Linked DNA regions of Mustela erminea: region 1 is linked to region 2. A link is a contact called in public Hi-C data. All regions are on one chromosome and are shown on one strand. The core of a region is the stretch at or near the end of the contact, and the rest is flanking DNA. Distances in the headings are between cores, read along the strand shown. Region 1 overlaps CAB39 (calcium-binding protein 39). Region 2 holds the start of CAB39 (calcium-binding protein 39).

The links. A called contact is a pair of places that touch in the nucleus more often than the background predicts.
Region 1: a Hi-C map of spleen shows a contact between it and region 2, with 2.8 times the contacts expected there. The contact joins the enhancer-like site here to the promoter of CAB39 in region 2.

What each region holds. Positions count from the first base shown.
Region 1 is chr8:38,425,135-38,428,893 of mMusErm1.Pri, forward strand. It overlaps CAB39 (calcium-binding protein 39), which reads left to right. Exons shown (of 9, transcript XM_032355124.1): 4 at 362-480. Among named protein-coding and RNA genes, the nearest start is that of ITM2C, 50 kb to the right of the region's middle. Within about 2 kb of position 1,322, the one cell type or tissue checked has open chromatin away from gene starts, as enhancers often do.
Region 2 is chr8:38,357,519-38,361,501 of mMusErm1.Pri, forward strand. It overlaps CAB39 (calcium-binding protein 39), which reads left to right and starts at 2,647. Exons shown (of 9, transcript XM_032355124.1): 1 at 2,647-2,748.

The sequences.
Region 1 (3,759 bases), core at 72-2,571, 66 kb after region 2:
TTGAGGCTGCTTGTTCCATATGGGTGGGAATCAGATACCTGAACACTGTAAGCATATAGCAGGGTTTTATTTTTCATATGTGAGTCCATATGATCCGAAGGGCTAGAAATGGTTGAAATTATATGCAGTAAGATTTCACTTTGTGAACATAAATTGCTCATGTTAAAAACAGTGTACTACTAAAACATAGAATTTGGAATTGTAAATAAATATGAAAATTTAATACCTGTGAACATTTTAAAGTCAGATATTCAGTCATACTTACAAATATGCAATGCATTAATTTGAGTTTACTTGGGAGGGTGGATGGGCTCTTTGGCGGTTAGTCGGGTAAACATTTTAATGATTGTATTCCTAATAGGGCAAAAAAGACGTGGCTCAAATTTTCAACAATATTCTCAGAAGACAAATTGGTACAAGAACTCCTACTGTTGAATACATCTGCACTCAACAGAATATTTTGTTCATGTTATTGAAAGGGTATGTACAACGTAACAAAATTTATATTCTCAGTTGAAAAATAAAAAGGAAAGATGGTCTTGGGCAAAGACAAGATGGTAAATGTGGGAAAGTATTTTCTCTGTAGTTCAATCAGTTCATTTTTCCATACATCTTAACACATTTCCCTCCTTAAAATTCAGCCAATGAGCTAAACTCCCATATGGGAGTTAAAAGGTAGGTGAATCATGAGCCCTTAAATTCTCAAATCCTATACAACTGAAGGAAAAAGTCTCTGTGGTCTTGCCTCTAGTCCTTAGATTTTAAAAGGTTTTCTGAACTATCAGTTAAATGATGTGTTTCAAGACGTCGTCTTTGGACAGACCTGCACACTGTGAGGGAGTAGAAGCTGCCTGGGAAGTAGAGCTCAGGTGCTATATAGCTTATCTGTGTTGTGTCAACAAAGGACATGTTTATGAAGTCTGCCCTTTGCGTTTTACCTGTGTGTGTCCACTCACTAACCCACTTACTTGGTAACTCACCTTCATCTTCCTGGAATGAATGACTGGGCTGATAAGCAGGCATTTATGGTAGTATATTACTATCAGCAAACAAACAAAAGCCAAAAAAGCCTGAAAACTTCAACAAAACAAAAGAAAACAAATCCTCTTCTCCCTCAGGAGTGAGCCTCCCTGATTGGCAAGGTCACCCCCTGTCGTTTTGCACAAGGGTTGTTTGCCAGCTCTGGGTCTGTTGTGCATCTGTTTGTCCCAGCATTGGTGCTGTTCTATTAAATTGGCAGACAAGCGTTTTACTGGCATCACTGTTGGCGTGAATCAGCTTGCTCTCCTACCCCTCGCTTTATAGCTTGCCTCCCTCTGATTCATATCTCTGTGGTTTAACACTTCCCCCAAGTTCAGACTTGTTTAGACAGAGCGTGAGTCAGTGCATGTGTTTGATGCCAGCATTCTATTTCCTTCTTTCTATTTCTAAATATCTATGTTGCTTCTTCAGATGTTGCCATACAAAACTTTTGGCATCTAATTTTTTGTTGTTACCAATCCAGAGTTGCGTGTGTAAACATGTAGTGAGTAGTTTGAAAATTTGGTGTTCTTAGAGCACCTTCCAGATGCCTCTGTGTATTTTTAAACCGAGTATTTACTTTCCATAGAAAGCAGTGGTTATTAAAATCTGTAAATTAGTTTGCCTATATTTTCACTTGAAAGTAGCCAGAGGTATGATATAAATATTGTTAAACATCATGTAAAGTGAGAATTTTAAGGTACAATTTAAAGAAGAATTGAAAGCTCTCATGTGAGTGGGCCAGAGCAGAAAACTCAGTGAGGGGGGAGAAGCTTAGAAAATGCAGCTGGTATTGGACTCCCCTTTTTAGCCTTTAGAGCAGAAGATGTGTAGAAAACTGGAGGGAAGAAAATAACCAGCCTTTTCCTACCCCTTCCCCAGCTCTGCCTGTCACTAACCTCCTGTCACTCTTACGTGTAACCCTTGCCGCCTCCTCTCCCTCCTTACACACATCCCTAGGATTTTAGACATAAACGTCCGAGGATTTGTTTTTTTACCATAGTCGTGATACCACATACAAACCCAATGTTATCTTATACTCAGTGTTCAGATGTCCTGGATTTTCACCCACAAAGCGCCATTTTTCAGTTAGTTTATTTAAATCCAGTTCCAAGCAAGGTCCTCAAACCGAATTTGGTTCATATGACTCTTATGCCTTCTCCTTCCTTTCTTTCTTTCTTTCTTTCTTTCTTTCTTTCTTTCTTTCTTTCTTTCTTTTTTTAAAACCATTTACCTGTTGAAGCAACTGGGTCATTTGTTCTATAGAAAAATGACATATTTTGGATTTTGCATCCCTGTGGTTTCATTTAGTGTGTTTCTTTGTCCTCTGTTCTTTTAAATTGGTGAACTAGTCATTATGAACTCAAGTCTGGGGGTAGGGGGAGTTTCCATATATTTGATGTGTTTCAGTCCATTGCAGTCATTATGTCCAGATTTTTATATCCACATTGTGTCATCATTGGGCCATTGGGAAGCTCCTTCAAGTTGGTACTCATGTCCTTTTGGCAAGACCCTGTTAGTCTTTGACTGCTTCATGCTTTCTGGCACAAGATGTCCCTTGCTCATTTTGTACGGGTTCCTGCCCCAGACGTGGAAACAGCCATTTCCTCAAGGAACCTTCAAGCTCCTGTTTTAAGATTTCTGTACCTTAGTTCCTGAGTTGAGACAGTTTGCATGCAACATGACCATCTGCATAGGCTGGAAGTACTTTGTTGTTAGACATCAGGGAGAGACTTCTGCTGCTGGTGTCCATGTGTGCTTGAATGTAATCTTGTTGCTAGTGTTCAAAGGCATCTGGAGGCAGTAGTTTTTCCTCTGGTGACTTGATGTTGATGTGTTTTCCTCCCTAGTGCTAACAGGCTGTGCAGCGTAACTGTCTGCCCTGTACTCAATGGTTTATGGCTTAATCATTTAAGACAAGCTTGACAAACCACCATCAAAACCTGCCCAACTTGTTGTACCAAACTGTCTTACTCTTGTCTTTCTAGTCTCCTGATTATTAAATTAAGGTCGGTGAAGGTGAATTGTACAATCAACCATTTTGTGAGCAGACATTTTCAGGACCAAAGCACTGGTCAGCATTCTAGTTGCTGGACCACACGTGATACAGAAGAGTCATTTGGAGCTTCTTGAAGTTCTGTGATGAACCTGTGTACGACAGAGGGATACCAGTGCTAGAGAATGAGTGGTATTGTAGGATTTCAGGGGAGGAAGTGTTTAGTCAGTGAGGCACAAGGGTTGGTAAAAGGGGTGAGATTAATGATTGGAGTTCCAAAGGTTTGGAATTTGCATAGTTAGGAAAAAGGAGATTAGGTCCAGGGATAGGAATGAACATAGTGATGGGCAGCAATAAGGAAATAGGAGTGAGTGCTTGATGGCAGAGTGAGAGAGGACATTGTACGGTAGGAACAGATCTCATGAGGGGAAGCCTGGGCATTAAGCCCAGAAATTTGTCTTTGATTAGCAAGTAGAAATCATTTGGAACTCCTGAACTGGAAATGCTATTGATACCCTAGTGTATTGGGTAAATGGGTTAGACACAGCTTAAACAAAGATACTGGTCAGGGAGCTCCTGCCTTTCTCTAGGGGAGAGTTAGTGCAACAGTGGGGATGGATGAAAAGAAATGAAACTAAAATAATTCAGAGAAGTCTCATTAAAAAGGATGGGTCGTGGCAACACCAAAGATGGGAAGGTTTGGATGTGCTGAAAGGGGGAAGGTATAAACTGTTCTGTCCAAA
Region 2 (3,983 bases), core at 1,397-3,896:
CTTCCCTCTCCACACTCCAAACTGATGACCTTGCTTCCTGTTTCCGTAAGAAAATAGAAGCTCTCAGAAGGACAAGTCCCCACGTTCTGGTACCTCATCCATCCAGCTCCCTGTCTCTATGCCCACACCTCACCTGCCCTCTGTTACTGTCTGTGAACATCGGCCTTGCTGGTACCTGAGGTACCCTAGTACCCTTGCCCTCTCTTCTTGCTCACTCAAGGATGGCTTTCCAGAAAATGTCCCTCCGCCCCACATACCTTCATTATCGAATTTTTCCTCGCTACTAAATCATTCCCATTGGCACTTCCATTCTAAAAACAAAACAAAATGAAACAAAACAAAACAAAAATCTGCTTTGAGCCTACATTCCCCTCCAACGGTCACCCTGATTCTGCTTCCCTTTAGAGCAAAACTTCATGAAAAAGTGGTCATGGTCTCTTTCTAGAGCCCCATTCTTTCTAGGTCTCATTCTCTCTAGAGACCATGCCAAGCAGGCTTTCCCACCCTCCTCTATTTCAATGGCACTTAAGGCCACTAGTTACCTATGTGGTAACCGACACCAATGTCCAATGACCAACACTAGCCTTACTTGAACTACTGGCTGCATTTGGTGGCACAAATCCATCCTCCATCCCTGGTCTTCCAGCATGTGATGTTTTCTTCTCACTGCCACCCTGGCTCCTTTTCTCAGAATGTTTTGCTGCGTCCTTGTTATCTTCCTGTCTGACCTCTCAATATCGGAGGGTCTCAGGTTCATCCCCAGCCCCCGTACTTCACTAATACTCCCTAAATGACCTCACTGAGTCCTGAGATTTTACCTATTCTGTGGGCTCCCAAAGTTCTATCTCCAGCCTGCACCTCTCCTCCACACCCCAGATTTCTATATCCAGTTTCCTAGTTAGGGGTCTAACAGGCAGCTCAAACTTAATATGGCCCCAGATGTATTGAGTTGCTCCCTTCCTGTCTGCTTGTTTAAATCTTCATTTCACCAACTGTATCTTCCAATTGCTTGAAAAGCCAAAAACCAAAAAAGTTTGGAAATCAGCAAGAATCTGTAAACTCTACCTTTTCAATGTGTCTAAAACTTGACCACTTCTTTCCTCTTCCACCGTTACCACCCAGGGCTGAGCCTGTCTTCTCTTGACGGGATTATTTCAAAGACCTTCTAACCAGTCTTTTGGCTGAAACCCACAGGCCCTTCAGGCTGGTCTTTACAGCCTTTTGAAGGCTCAGACCAGGGCCTTTCTCTGCTTGAAACCGTCCAAATAGCTTCCCATCTCATGCAGAGTGAAAACCAAAGTTCCTCACTTTGTTCTGTTTGGTTCCCCCTTCTCTCCTCCTATTTTCCCCTCTCCCCAACCTCAGTGCGCTTGCCTCGTTGGGCTTCCTGGTGTCCCATCTCAGGGCCTTCATCCTTGCTGTTCCCTCTGCCTTTCCATACAGAAAGCTCACAACCTGCTTTCTTCGTAGCTGCTCCCTGGAGGAGCGCTGTAAATAACAGTGGCTTCCCTTCTCTTCCCTCCTTAGTCCGTGTTGTTTGTCTCCATAGCACCAGAAACCACCCAATGTCCTATATGTGTTGGCTTATTTATTGGCACGTCTCAGGAGCGGGGGCTGCTTTGTTCACTGTCCTGCCGCCTAGAATAGTGGCACACAGTAGATGCTCGAAAATACCCGGTTCAATTACAAATTAAACCAAAGCAACAGAGGGAAACAAAAATATGTATGCATGGCATTTCTACGTAGCGGACTCTGCTGCCAGAGCTTTGCGATGCATTATCTAGTTCATCCTCATAAGCCTATCGTCCTGTATTGCTATATGTTATGTGTGTGTGTGTGTGTGTGTGTGTGTGTAAAGAAACCCCGGCACAAGGACATGAAATAATCCATTGGAGACCATATCGTGGAGCTGGAGTTTAAATCCAGACTGTTGAGTCCTATTAATCTGGATCATTCCATCACTTTCTGCACTCTGGCCCAGAGGATACTACCTGAGAGTTATCTGTCCCTCGCAAGTATGAAAAACTCTGTCTCCACAAAGTGGGCCCCTGGCATTTAGAAAAAATAAAGCTTTGTTAACGGTTGAGGAAGTGGTCGTAGAAGGCGGACATAGGATTCTTCCAGGAAGAGTGCTGAGAAAGGCTGAGCACCAACACTGAAGCGGCAGGTGAAAGAACCCCCCCCCCCCCCCCCCCCCCCCCCCCCCCACACACATACCTTCCCGTGTGCTCTGGCTGCTGCTTTTTCTCTGGGTCCCCTCCCGCTTCGGCCTACGCGCGGACTCCGCTGTCGCGAGTCCGCCCAGCCGCTGGGGCGCGCCCGAGGCCGCAGGGGGCGTTGCGGCACCGCCCGACGTCGCGCCCTCCGCGGCTGCGCAGTGCGTACGTCAAAGCCGGGCTCGGGCCGGGAGCGGGGAGCGGCGAGGCCTGGGAGAGACTGATTCTCCAGCAGCCGGCGAAGGCGAAGGCGGCGCCAGGTCCCGCAGCAGCAGCCGCAGCCGCAGCCCAAGCGAGTGAGCGCAGCAGTGCAGCGGCCGCCGCGGGAGCCCCTGGGCCACCGTCCGCCCGCGCAGCCACCGCCGCCGCCGCGGGAGCCGGTCGCCGGGAGCAGGAACAGGCGGAAGACAACGGAGGGGCCGAGCGCCCGAGCCGCGCCGCGGGGACCCAGCGAGCAGCCCGAGGCGGCGGCGGCCGAGGACGGGGACGGCGACGACGCGGAGGCGGAGAGGGAGCCGCCCGGCCCAGCCCGGTGAGTGACCCCCAGCCCGGCCCTGCTCGCGGCGCAGACGCCCGCCCGGCTTCCGCCTGCCCCGGCCCGTCACCGGCCCCCGGGCTGCCTCCATTTTCTCCGGTGGCGGAGGCGGCGGGCCCCTGTGGCCCGCCCTCCCTGCTCGGCTCGGCTCGGCTCGGCCCGGGCCGGGCCCCTTGCGGAGCCTTCCCTCCTAGTCCCCGCCGGCGCGGCGCCCAGCGGCCTGTGGCCGGGGCTCTGGGCGCCCGGTGCTCCCCTGCCACTCCTCGCGGTTCTCTGGCAGGGCTGGCGATTGGGGGCGTCCGCGGCCGGAGTCGGGTGAGCAGGGAGGTGCGGGTCGGGCCAGCTGTCACTCCCATCGCACACGGCTCTGGCCGCCTCACTCCTGGCCCCTGGTGAACTTCCTGCTGTGGGGAGGCAGGCAGCATCTTTTGTGATCTTCATTTGAGGAAAATGCCTAACTGACTTCTGGTTAGGAATTGTGCGGCCGGAGCGTTCCCGAGTTCGGTTGAACCAAGCCGAGCGCTGCACTGCGTGCGGGCACTGTGGTCGGTCCGCGCCAGAGGGATTCGAAGGGGAACCGGGGCCCAAGGTCCCCTCCCTCGAGGAGCTTACGCTCTGGTGTGGGAGATAAGACCAGTACGCAAATAACCTCGATACCAGGAAAGAGGGGATAAGTCCTGTGAAAGAACTACAAAGTGCTAGAAAGACACCCGGGGATGACCGTACCGATGGATCACTTCCGCCTAGCAGAGATCTGGAAGGCTTCCTGGGCGAGGCGGTACCAAGCTGGGTCTTGAAGGCTCGGTGGGGTTTGGGAGACGACGGATGGGGAAGAGACGGTATGAGGAGAGACAGCAAACTAGAGGAAAAAGATAAAAAGGCATAGTCTAGAAATAGTGGATAATTCAGTTGTCTCTGGCCATGTTGGGGAGTTAAGGGTAGGCTACAGAGGTATTGGGGGCCAGACCCTTGAATATTGTAGAGAAGCTATTTGAGTGGCATTCTAAGGTAAACTTAGAGCTCATTACTCAGTGACTCATGAGCCCGGAAATGTAAGCTAGGAGATATTAAGGCCGTCCTGTGAAAGAAAGAGGAGGCCCAGTGAAGGGTTGACGTTCTGTGCCTTGAATATAATGCAGTTTGAGATCGATTTTGACAGCTACAAATAAATTCATGTCCAGGCTAAGCAAAGTACCTTTTGCAAAAAGCTTCATTTAGGTATCATGCTCTTA